2 separate regions of the Drosophila melanogaster genome follow, and region 1 is linked to region 2. The links are chromatin contacts, called in public targeted proximity ligation maps. All regions are on one chromosome and are shown on one strand. The core of a region is the stretch at or near the end of the contact, and the rest is flanking DNA. Distances in the headings are between cores, read along the strand shown.

Region 1 (6,307 bases), core at 2,273-4,772, 100 kb before region 2:
GCCTTCAGGTCGGAAATTTATGCATGTGATTTATGCACAACAACGATTGCCAATTACAATGTCATTTCTCTTCTTGTCTCCTCGGCTTTGTGTTCGCATTTGTTCATTTTGTCTTGCCTCTGGGTTCCTTTTTTTTTCACCTTTTTTACCTGTATCTTTGGGCGAGTGTCCGTGTGTGGGGTGCCATTAAGAAATGTGTCAAAACATGTGAGGAATTATATAAGTTAAAACACGACAGCGCAGGGGTCAAACATACAGAGCAGACAGGCTAAAAGGATAATAGGCTGGCGCAAGAAAAAATGTATTTTTATAGAAGCATGCAGTTTTTTAGGTCTCTGATAAAATTTATAAAATAACCAAGACGTTGGTCTTATTATAAAACATACTAGTTTTCATTATTAGAGATTATGTTGATTTGTTCTTTCTTAGTTTTTATACTAATGAAGTTAAACACTACTTCTGCTTCTCCCCCTGAAAACAGTTCCCGAGCTCATATTTCATATGAATTAGAGCGGAACATTGGTCATTGGCACGTACCCTCTCAAGGGCCCTCTTGGTCCCCTTAACCCCGCTTAACCTGAGACGACCCCCACCCACAAGGCACCCAACCATTCAGCCATTCAGCCATCGCCAGAATCAAAAGTCAACAACTCTCGCTTTGTTTTACTTTCCCAGCAAACAGAAATTAAAGCCAGAGAAAAAAGCAAAACGAGTGGCGGACAGGAAAAGCCAACGCATGACACAAATTTCAGGGAAGGAAGGTAGGTGGTGGTGGCAGAACAAAAAGCGGACTGCCGAGGAAATGGGGAAAATGCGTCAAGGGAAATGATGGAAATATTGAGAACGCATATGAGAAGAGCAAAAACCAAAAAAAAAAAAAAATAGTCCAGACTTTGGCGCGCGGCACTCGGTAAACAAAGAAATAACGTTCAGCAAACAGAAACGGAAAACAGAAACTCGCTGGTTGACCGAGCATCAATAGAGCGGCTAACTTGCTGGATTTTCACCATGGAAAAGCTGGGGAAAAACAAAGCATAAGCTTGGCACCAAATGCGCGAGTTTCCTGTGCAGGGCGGCTAATGGAGCCTGAAATCGATTTGCGGCACGATACAATGATCTATGATCGACTTAAATGAAGGGTGATCCCCGACCATTGACCACCGAACCACTTGATCCAACTGCAGCACCTGTGCCACCCACATCCAGCTTGCGTTTTCGGTGGACTTCCGATCGACAGCCAGCTGTTGCCATCTCGAAATCCCCAAATTTACAGCATTCCAACTCCTTTTAGTGGCATTTGCCTCTTAACAGGGAATTTACGATCGCTGCCTTTGTTTACTTATTCTCATTGGTGCTCTTCTTATTGGCCTCACCTTCTATACACTTACCTCACGCATTCTGAACACTGAGAGAAAATTATTAAGTTATCATTTTTCTAAGGTTTATTTAGCTTTGTCAGCTGTGCTCAGGAGAAACAAAATATTTAACATATTTAACATTGTTTTATGATAAGAGTTTTAATCTCTCCTCTGATTTATGCAAGTGTTTTCTCAGTGTAGTTGGCCGCTGGCTATGCGAGGGAAAGAAAAGTGGGGCCCAATCACCACTGAAACACCGAATCGCCAAGCCACCGCACCAAGCAGACCGAGGTGTCAAGTGTTTTTCGTTATCTTCTGCGGTTGCTTCCTCTTGTTTGTAGGCCAACAACTCCTCTGCAAGTTAGGATACCCGATCCAAGTGGTGGAAGCCCGAGACCGCCGACGTGTCTGCCTCTCGAATTGCGTCAAAAATTATCGCCATTAAATGTAGATGAGCGTTTAGTTGTAAAGTTATTGGCCCATAAATAACCCCCGGGTCCGCAGTCATCCACAGAATCCAGGTAACCGAAGAATCCGAAGAGGGGGACTGTTTGTTCTTTTCATTCATAAAATGAATGTGATTTATGAGTCGTTGCGCTTGCGGAACTTTTGATTGCAGGTTCTAATAAGGATGATGGTCGCAGCTAATTGAAATTCATTTGCCGATTGAACAGGAATTTAGTGAAATAAAAGATGAGTAGCTTTAGGAGGATGAAGGAGTTTTGACAAGACTAAATTTATGTGCTGGAAAGGCTTAAGCTATCGTATGTCTCTTTAACGTAATAAAGTTGCATTAACAAAACTGCAAGACAAAAGTTTTTCGCTTAAAGCCTATAAATTACTTTTAAATGATTATTGGTTTTAAGAATTATAATAAAATATATTCTTTTATAGAATGTGGGTCCAAATGGGTTGTTAGGTGGCGGCATCTATTTCTGAAGAAATACATGTTTTCGGGGTTTAACCGCCATCTATACTTAAGTGCGACAAGTAAAATCAGAAATGTGAGTTCCTGCCCTGGCCGTAGGGTGGCGCTCCATTAGTTTCCAAATAATAGTACAAGGTGGCGCTAGTAAAATATTGTTAAGAAAATTTGTGGTTATTGTTACAAAAACTAATACTAACCTGCGGTTAACATGTTCGCCCATAAAGACAGTTTGATAATCATTTGCGTTTTCTGTATTAGTTTTTGATTTTTCCCTTAGGCAGTCCTCTACACGCCGACTTTTAATGGCCGTTAAACTGCAAGAAACCGCTGGAAAATTCTCAGGCATTCCAATTGATTCAGCGTAGAACATGACTGCTCGATTGTGACTGCAACTATCTAATTAAAAGTATACAAAATATCAAAACCAATAAATAAGTAAACACAATCGAGCTTACAAGCCTCGTGGAGTAGCTTACTGGCAGCAACAACATCCACATTTTCGCATCCTGGCTGTGGAGCCAGTCCAAAATTCGGATAGAAGTCCACAGTTCCTCGAGGTCGAATGTCGCCAAACAAGGGATAGTCCGTGTGAATCACATCCACGAATTGAGCGGCATTCGAGTGCAAGCTATCATCCGATCGGCTTGAAAATAGGGGAAGAGCCGGATCCAGACCCGTAACTCTGCCCAAAGATCCGTTGAAATAACGTCCAATTCGTCCTGCGATATGAGCTCCCAAGCTGTGTCCTATGACATGGACTCCTTCTAAGGAGATCCCATGGCGCTGTAGGAATTCCTCCAATAATTTGGCTAGAATCTGGGCCACGTTCTTCACAGCCAATCGCGAACTGGGATAATCTAGATTGGCCACAGGACCCCAGTCAGCCACCAAAACATTCTCATATCCCTGAGCAGTATAGGCTTCGGAATTGTTGCATTATAAAAAAGAAGTTAGATATCTATCGCTTATGAGAATTTTTCTCTGCGAATTCTCACCATTTCTCAGAGGCATTATAGAGCCATGGGTGCAAGATCCCAGGTAACCGTGGACAATCAACTTAACAGATTCCACAGACGACAACTGTTCCACATTCTCCAGGGAAACATCCGCTGATGGTTTAAGGTAGTATATGGTACTCTGATTAAGTAAAGAGTCTAGCAAAGCGGCATGTAGTCCCAGAAATTGACAGAGAATTGGTACCAGACATAAGCTGGTCTTGGCCATGTCTAAGGTAATCCACAGTAAACACACTCGAATAACTGGAAATTCCATTGAAACCCCCCATCTATTTATACCCAAAATATAGCATGCGTTCCACTAATCGACCGATTAGAGGAAATCTCCCAGAGATGACGTACTTTCAGGCGAGTACTCGTAAATTTACTGTATTATCTAGGTATTAAGTAATTTTCCATAAATATTACACACACACGCACAGAGAGATTCAAAGCTAAAGCTAGGGTTAAAATGCAAGCAATCGATTGTGGGTTATCCCTGATTTCGGAGATGGCAGTTGGATATGGGTAGATGTTCTTCTAGATATCCTATCGCCTGGCATCATCTATTCCTTCGGAAATGGGACGAATCATCCAACGAACCCGTTTCAGCGAATTCTGCCCTGAAAAGGTGTCCCACCAGATCCCAGTTTCTCCAGGTTGGTTCTGGGTGGTATATTCGCCGAATAAGTTGCTCTTTGCGCAGTTGTTAAACCATCCAGCTCCCTTGTGTCTCAGGGCGCAATTGCACTCCAGGCAGTTGTCATTATCCTGATCCACAGTGCTAAACTTAGCTCCAGCATGATAGGACAATGAATCTCCAGCTGAAGGAGTCAAATTATCCTGGAATTTGCCCAGCAAGACGAGTGGATATAGTTCCTTTTCGCTGCCAATGGCAAACAACGAATATCCCGCATACGCCACGTTGCCCGAGAAGTCCTCCATCACAATCCGCAGTTCGTGCAAGGCCGATGAAGTGAGGGCATGCAGTTTGTTGAGACCAATAAAGAAGTCCCCAGCCAAATTGCCAAAGCCATCGCGATAATCCAGCCAGCCGCGTTCGAAGTTCACATCATCGGAGGTGCGGCTCAAAATAACAGTCCAATCCTCATCGCAGGATACGTAGAAGGATTCCGATTCGGGTGTGAGCTGTACTTTTAGAATTCCGTGGTTAGAAAGGAAGGAATAGGAGCAACTACTAGGCAACTGCCGTGTAGCTGTTGGTCCATTTAATCCACTTGGACCGTAGAAGATTGGCTGCTGACCTGGTGTCGACCTCAATCCCTTACCCTGGATCAAACGGCTTTGGCGCCTAAAAGATAGATAATTTTTAGTTCAATTACAATTTGAATTACTTAAATATTATTACCTAATGGCCCGTGAAAGATTGGCCACTTCAACCTGCACAGATCTGACACTGAGAGCAGTAGAAGCCAAAAGCGTGGCCAAGGCATCCAGACGACTTGATAAATTCAAGTTGGATTCATTAAATGTACCTATTCCCGAGCTGGGATACTGTTCCTGGGAAACGTCACGAACAGTGCGCGAGATATCTGCCGATAAAGAAATAACTTTATAAAAATTTGATTTTCAATGTGGACTGGGCAACCAGAGAGACAAACACAATACAATAGCACAACATCGACATTTCTAGTATGTTACCCTTCATCTTTTTGCGATTTCTTAGCTTGTGTTTTAGCTCCCTAACATTTCGGGGTCCGAAAACCTGATCGGTTTCACCTTTAAGCTCATCTAGAGTGTTCCTCGAAAGCCGCTGGATGTGCTCAAAACTGTCCAGTCTGTGCAGGAAGTCCAATTGCTGGGCCTTCATCGATTCCATGCGGGCCGAACTGCTTTCCACCAGCTGATCCAATCTAAAATATGTTTTATAAATAGTTAATAAATAGAAAATGATAAAGAAGCCCTCATTGACTTCGAAATGGCCCACTTAGACGATTTTCCTTGGGTTCAGTAAATGATAAAGCTCTAAGATATATTTCTGTTTGTATTGTTTCGCTCGCTAATCAGTTTGAGTTTGCCGCTTGCAGATTTCCGTTTTCAAACGATCGTAAGAAATAACCGATTAAAGGCAACAAAGAAAAAAATATATTATCCAAACAAGCAAAACGATGAGATCCAATCTATAAACTGCGTGTGAAAATCATCAGCAAATTTCTGCGAACCCATAACAATAAATTTGACCCAAAAAGCAAGAGCAGGTGCTACCCAACGATACTTGATCAAATAAATATAATTATATTGGCAAAAAATTGAACATCATTAAAGAGTTAATTCCTCTGCCAAATAAGTCGCAGTGTCACAAAAAAGTTTCCGAAGAGCTATTGATGCGCGGTTTTTGCTCTACCGGTTTTACAAAAATATTTCATATGATCCGTCTATGTCAAACCAGTTCTCACTTCTTATCGATGACTTCCAGCCGGTGGCGCTGGTCCTCGTCCAAGGTCACCAAGATGCCAACGCGATCGTGCAGATTGGTCATCAGCTCCTTGTAGTCGCATCTGGGAGCAATTGGTGGGGTCGCAATGCTCTGGAGAATGGCAGTACAAATAAAAAGAAGGGAGACGCTACATTAAGCAAACACGAGGCCAGCGCATTGAACTTGTTCTGGCCAAAACGAAACCTGCTGGCCAAAAGTCAGCAGCCAGTCGGCAAGTTTAAAATTCACATTACAGTGGGCGATCGAGAGAACAAACACACATTATGCAAAATGGATTTTTGCATTTCAAACAAAGGGATAATTTATTTTATTTTTCTTGTATTTATTTCTGTCACAAATTGAGGTTGCTTATGTCACTTCAAAACACTTCTTCAAAGCTTTTGAGTCAAATATTTTATATTCATCTCTTCTCTTTTTCTGCTATTTTGTCATTTTACCATATGATATTTATAGCGTTTGTTTTGTTTTTTATTTTAGTCAGCATTTCAAATTTACCAATGAATCACTAAGTGATACTGAACTCTATTAAGCGACGTTTTTTATATGTATTAAGTACCATTAAGTTATT
Region 2 (6,348 bases), core at 2,062-4,561:
TAAAGTTGCATTTGCCGCGATAAGCAGCAAAATCACAACTGATAAAAGAAATAAGAGTCAAATGAATAAACAGAAAAATGTTATGTAAATAGTAATCAGATAAGGGAAAGAGTGAGCTGATAAAGAAGTGTTTCCTTACTCCAGTTGATGATAACTTAATAAAGGGGGATATATGAGAAGAAACTACATTTCATACTCACGAATACATAGTATTGAATAATAAATATTTGAACAAGATTCGTTGCTAGAGTGCAGTGTATTTAAAAATGCATTTTATTGTTGTCAGGTATACTCTAAATATTTACGATCACTTGTGCATACCTACATACGTATTGATTAAATTAAGTGAAAATTCCAAAGTCCATGTAATATGTGAACCACTCAAATGAATCATGTTTCCCGCTGTGTCAACTGGCTTATCAAAGTTTTGCCTTTTGTTTTAGTTGATAAGAAATAACACAGAAAATGACTCTCAAAATGAGAATGTTGGGATAAAAATGGCAACCTAAAATTGGCAATGGTATCTAAGCAAAAACAAAACAAAAAAACTCAGAAAGAACAGCGAGTTAGATTTTTTGGCCAAGTTTTATGAACGAAAACCGTTAAACGGCAACCGTTAGCTTTGATTTAATTAGAAGATTTTTGTGGGCTTGCTACAGTTTATCAAGCCCCAAAGACAACACACGATTTCAGCATCAAACTGTGGCCATGGAGGGGATTTGGGCTCTGCAGTGGCTGGACTGATTCGTATGCTTCTCTCACTGGCTCTTAAAGCAGGTTTTCCATTTGGCCTTTGGCATAAGCCCCGCACTGAACTACTCGAGTGCCCAGCAAAAGCCGCACAAGTCGCTCTCTGTGTGTGTTTGGCTTTGTGTGCCAGTGTTTGGGGCACACAAATATGAATAAAGGCTACAGTGGATGCTCGCGAAGCGAAACAAAGAACATTGGTGGAGTGCCAACACTATGACATACCATTTATTCAACTAAAAGGAGTGCCACTGTTATCGGGATTGCACACGAGCTCCACCTAGCGGCGTTAACAATTACTGCTCGCAATAACTTAATAATGAAAAGTTTTTTTAATTAAGTAGCTCACCATACCCGATGACCACTGTTCAAGGTGTAGTAAAACATCGGGCAACGAGAAATATGCATGATTTTGTAGCTGCCGTTGTTTTTGTGATTATTCCTCTCTTTTTTGCGGCTGCTGCGTGTAAAATCAATAAATTCGAGCGGGTTCAAGAGGTGACGACAACGTCGAAAATGCCTATGACCTTCAGGCCCCTAGCTGACCTTCGCCATGGCCCCATACCCCCTTGTTGCCCCCCGCATGCTACCATTTTCCGCCTTGGCAATTAAATTTCGTATGTAATTTTTTACACTTTTTTTTTGCTGGCCGGCACTTCTTAATTATCGTTGTTAAGCTGGTTATGGTTTGTTTTGCTTTTGCTGCTTTGTGCCTCGCTTTTTGTTCAAATTTATTCCCCGCGACCAGTGGCATTCATTAATTTCTTGCCTTATTCGCTGCCCTCGCTTCGCTCTTTTGGTTATTGATATTAATAAAACTTTTCTTCTTTCCTCAGCCCAAAAAGAAGTCCAAAAACAAATCGGCCAGCAATCGTGGTTGCTCAACAAGTTACGTCAGATGCGTTGGTGGGGATTGCTGTTTCAGGGTTTTTTGCCCGGATCCCGGAATACAAAACAAAAGATTAAGCTTTTGAGGGATTAGGATTACGGCCTTGTGTACCGGGCAAACAAATGTGCAAGTCTTTGGAAAAGCGCAGATAAGCGGGCGAATTATGGAATTTTACTTGTTTTTTTTTTTAATTTCTCTGCCGCCATCTGGAGATGAAAGAACCTTAATGAAAAACCTTCCAAACATTTAAAGATATTGTATGTTTATTTCCATAGTTTTATGGCTCTTCTTAAAACCTAACCTTCCTTTAATTGCCTTTAAATGTCAGTCTTTCTTAGCCAAAGGTTATACTAATATCTAGGTCGACCAACTAACTTTAGTTTAATTACACAGAGTGGCATTGACCGGAAACCTGCAATTTAAATTGTTCGTTCGCCTTGAACTTTAACCGACTTGTCGTTTGTATGTGCACCCTTGCATCTGTGCTTCAGTTTTTTGTGGGTCACCATTTACTGTTTCTTTTTAAAGATTTTTAAGGGTTTTACTTCTTGTGATATATTTTCTTTAATCTTAAATCCTTTTAAGTATATAACTCACCATCTTTAGCATTTGTTGCCCCCGTTGTTGTTGTTGTTGTGGTGGTGGTGGCCATAGTTTTAGTTTTTGATTTTATTGTTGCTGGTGTTGTGCAGGCAGAGGCCTCTGCCGACGCCGACGTCGCTGCTCTGTAGAAAGCCGATGTTGTTGTTGCCGATGTGGATGTGGTTAGTTTTGTTGTTGTTGCTTCCACGGCGCCAGCAGCTGACAAACTTCGCGAGCAGTGTATTAGTCACCTGTTCTTTACAGGTGCAAGAAGTAGGGGGTGGCAACTGGATGGGCTTTGTATGCGTATGTCAGCTGATAGGGGGGAAAAACGCGAGATTTGTTAATCAGCGTGGAAAAAGGCGAGGATGGGGTTTTCCAGGTGTTCCGTAACCAGGAAGTGCACAAAAATTAAAACAACAAGAATTAAAAGTCATGAAGCTAGTTTTGGTTATCTTGGTAAGAATCGACTTTATTTGCGGGTTTCATTCATTTAGCAAGTATTTGGAATTTATTTTAGTAGGGATTTTGTTTTTTTGATCCATTGTCCACCATTAAGGTTTTAAGTTAACTTTCGTTACTTTTAGATATCAAATCTATATATTGATATTTTGGGCACTCTGCTGCTTCTCTAATTTTGGTTCACTTAAGTGGCCAAGACTTTCTATTTAATATTTTTGCTTAGCACACAAGCAGCTGCCTTAATTTATAATTGAATTTATCAAATTTATTTCTGTTATTATTTCGCTTGCTCTTTTGTTTTTATTTTATTTTTGTTGCATGTGCGTCGGTGTTTATGCATGTGTGCGCGCGTGTGTGTGTGTGTGTGTGCGTGCTTATGCGAGAGTTGGTGCACTGTGTGTTTGTTGTTGTTGCTAGTGACGCGTACGCGTGTTTTCTCGCTCGCACCTGCACGTTTTCACTGGCTCGATTAGTTGCCGCACGCTGCTAACGGCCGCTGCACATGTTTTCGGTAATTTTACGCGATTATTTGTTTAGTTTCTTGTGCAATTTCACAGTTGTTTTTTGACGGCGACTCGCGGAGCGAGCACGAATTTGGTCACACCACATCGCCAGTGTGGCCAGGCAGGGGTCAGCGCCAAAAAATCAGGCGGCGCAGCTGAGAAATACCAAAACATATGACTTTGCAGAAAATACTGCTAACTTTTAACAGCACGCAAGTAACAGAATTCTGTTAAAAAAAAATAATTGTATTGACTTAAGTTCTACAAGAACAATACTAATTTCTCTAAATTTCAAGAAACAATGCGGTTCCTCTAGCCTTTTAATCGGAACGGTAAAGCAACTAGCTAGAGATCTTATAGAAACTAACAAGTTAAAATCCAAGGTTAACAGTACATTAAAATACAACTATCCGGCAACGTCAAAGTCATCTTTTCCACTTTCTGGCAGCCTGCTTTCAAAGTTTTTAAAACAATGAAATAACTGAATTCTCATATTGCACTTTAAAGAAATGTGGATTGCAACTGAGGGCAAATAACAATAATATAAAATTGTTCCTTCATTTTTGTTTTGTTAATATATAAAAATATCATGTTATTTGACAGAATGTTTTTTATAGTTTTAATACAACATTTTCTTGAGTTCTTTAATATTTTTGAATTCAACGTTTTTATTACGACTCCAAACCTATTTAACAGCCAACATAAATATTAAAGCCACTGAAAATTTTTCTAAGGCTAAACTCTCTTTTTTCTATATTTTTCTCGAAGTTCAAAAGGGATAACTGACCTTGGCAGAAATTCGTTTACAATTATTCACTATTGTTTTAGACCCAATAAACATTTTTTTACAATTTGACAACAAATTTGTGACCTTGACAAGAAAATATGACACCAATATTTCGGCAACAACAATCGGCTTAGGTTGATAAGTGAGGTAATTTTGGATGACGAAGATCGCCTGACTCTCCCACTCGCTCCCAGTTTTTTTTTTTTTTTTTTCTGACATTTTGTTGCTGTTTTTGTCACCCAATTTGCACGGGTATTTATTTGTTTTTTGATTTTTTTTTTAGTATTCCGCACGGCTGTTGAGTGAAAGTTGCCACCGTTTAGAGTAATGTGTGTTGTTGTTGCTGCTGCCACGCCCACTGCCCGCCCGCCTTATCGTCACCTGTCGCTGGATGTGAGTGAGGTGCTAATTCGACAGTCAATTGTGTAAAAAAGAGTACGGCTAGCAATTGCATAATATCAAAGCTAAAAACCGAAACTCGAGCAAAAATATTTTGGGCGCCAGAGATCAGAGAAAAAGAAGGCGATTAACCAACTCCAAGAAAAGCCATAAAAATCGACAGAACCGAAATGAGTTTTTTTTTTTGTTTGTAACTCGGGGGGAAACGTGTTCTTCCCATTGCCGAAATCAATTTTGTTGCAGAATTAAAAGCCACAAGCTGGGGTCATAAAATATCTGAAAGAGATCAGTTGTGAGATCCCAGAGTTTCAAGTCAATGTCCTTTGCAATCCACTTCGATCTTTGATTGCTCTTGATGCCCTCAGAAAAGGTATACTAAAATAGTCAGGCGATTAGTTTTATATTTTTAACTTTAATAGCAATACTTGATAGCACTTCTTGTGGAATATTAACAATATGCAATAGTTCAACTTATATAAACTTATAACCCATATCAAGCTGTACCAGCCAAGAATCATTATAATTCCTCGAATTGAAGGGTATTGAAACGCTGTTTTTAAAAATCAGTGCTTCCTCGTTTTTTAGTTGAATTTCGTTCTTTTTTTTTATCATCTTTGGTTGTAAATCGTCTTGGCCCTTGCAGGTTTGGCCTGTTTGCAGACCTCTTGTTGGCCAAAAGGGCCACAGAACGAGTTCTGACCACCGCCGATCGAGCTGCAAATGGTTCAATCGATCGATCGATCGATCACCATATGAAAGTCCCAAGTGGACAGGAGATAAGTTTTCCTTCTATGCACAGCAACGTTTTCTCCATCAAACGTTTGACCCATTTAACTACATTTAAATGTTCTCATTTGCATAGAACACATTTGGAGCTTTGTTCGCCGGTCTTGTGGGCGTTTTGGTTTGGTTTCTGTGCATTTCTAATGAATTATTAACCCAGAACCGGGGGAAAACGCATCCCAGCGATGCATCTTCCCTGCAGAGACAGTCGGTCCAAAGCTAATTGACTCTAAAAATAGCCGGAGCAGGTTTCTCCGTCCAGTCTGCGTCTGCATCTCGACACTGCATTTAAGTCGGTCTGGGGAACGGGTTTCCATCGAAGACCAAAGATCCAATGAGCTCAAGATTCACCATCCAGTCAGCAGAACGGCCGATAGGGCCAAATGCGTTTCTTGTAGGAGCGTTTAGCCAAACAAGAAAACCAGTAAAATCTGCTGATCAAATGTCGCTGCCTGGAATCGAGTCAACAAGGAATGAGAGTGAAAAAGTGGAAAACCTGCGGAAAAGGGGGAGTTGCATGCACCAATCGATGATCAGGGAAGACTGCAACAGAGACTAATCGCTGCACAGTTGGTCAATGTGAGAAATTTTGTAACCTTTAAAAACATTTAGCAATTATCACAGCAATAGATTTTTTCACGGATGTTTAGCTTATCCCAAGATTATCTCAGTTCAGTAAAATTTAATAGTAATCACAGTTTTTAATCCTAAGACAACAAGATAGATAACTACAGTCCTAAACAAACAAGGAAAGTATTCAAAATCTTGAAATCAAAATCTTGAAAATCAAAAAAGTATTCAAATGAAAAAACCCTATTTTCTTTTTTCCCAAAATTAGTTTTTATTTTTTTATTTTCTTATTTATACTCCTATAAACTTATTTCTGCTATATGCCCTGAGTAAAACAAACACTGATGGCCGATAAAACAAACATGATTGATGATGGTCCCAGCCCTTTTCGCTGTCCCAACGTCTTGGCCAATTACAAGTGCAGCTTCGTGGCCAAAAAGGCTTCTGATTCTCGATTCCTGTGTGCAATGCAAGACCAACTTGGTCCAGTTCAATGACACTCAGTGTGCAAGAATTGGCCAAAGACGATGGCACTGATACTACCACTTTTCCCCAACCTCTTGCTCATACCTTAGCCCTGTGTGCTTGTTTGTCTGCCAACAAAGTCGACGGCGGCTGCGCAGCCG

The links.
Region 1: a contact with region 2 is called in a targeted proximity ligation map of the Kc167 cell line, with 2.3 times the contacts expected there. A contact is called at or near these places in 6 of 107 Hi-C or Micro-C datasets (the Clone 8 cell line, the Kc167 cell line, the S2 cell line and 2 more) and 1 of 7 datasets of targeted methods (the Kc167 cell line).

What each region holds. Positions count from the first base shown.
Region 1 is chr3L:3,612,597-3,618,903 of dm6, reverse strand. It overlaps CG10357, which reads right to left and starts at 3,522. Exons shown (of 4, transcript NM_139564.2): 1 at 3,282-3,522; 2 at 2,742-3,206; 3 at 2,484-2,682; 4 at 2,222-2,427. The coding sequence starts at 3,510. The coding sequence ends at 2,355. CG10359 reads right to left here. Exons shown (of 5, transcript NM_001144410.2): 2 at 5,699-5,829; 3 at 4,944-5,155; 4 at 4,651-4,834; 5 at 3,660-4,593. The coding sequence ends at 3,831.
Region 2 is chr3L:3,512,714-3,519,061 of dm6, reverse strand. Eip63E (Ecdysone-induced protein 63E) reads right to left here and starts at 3,311. Exons shown (of 11, transcript NM_001202113.2): 1 at 3,128-3,311; 2 at 2,234-2,533. The coding sequence starts at 2,288.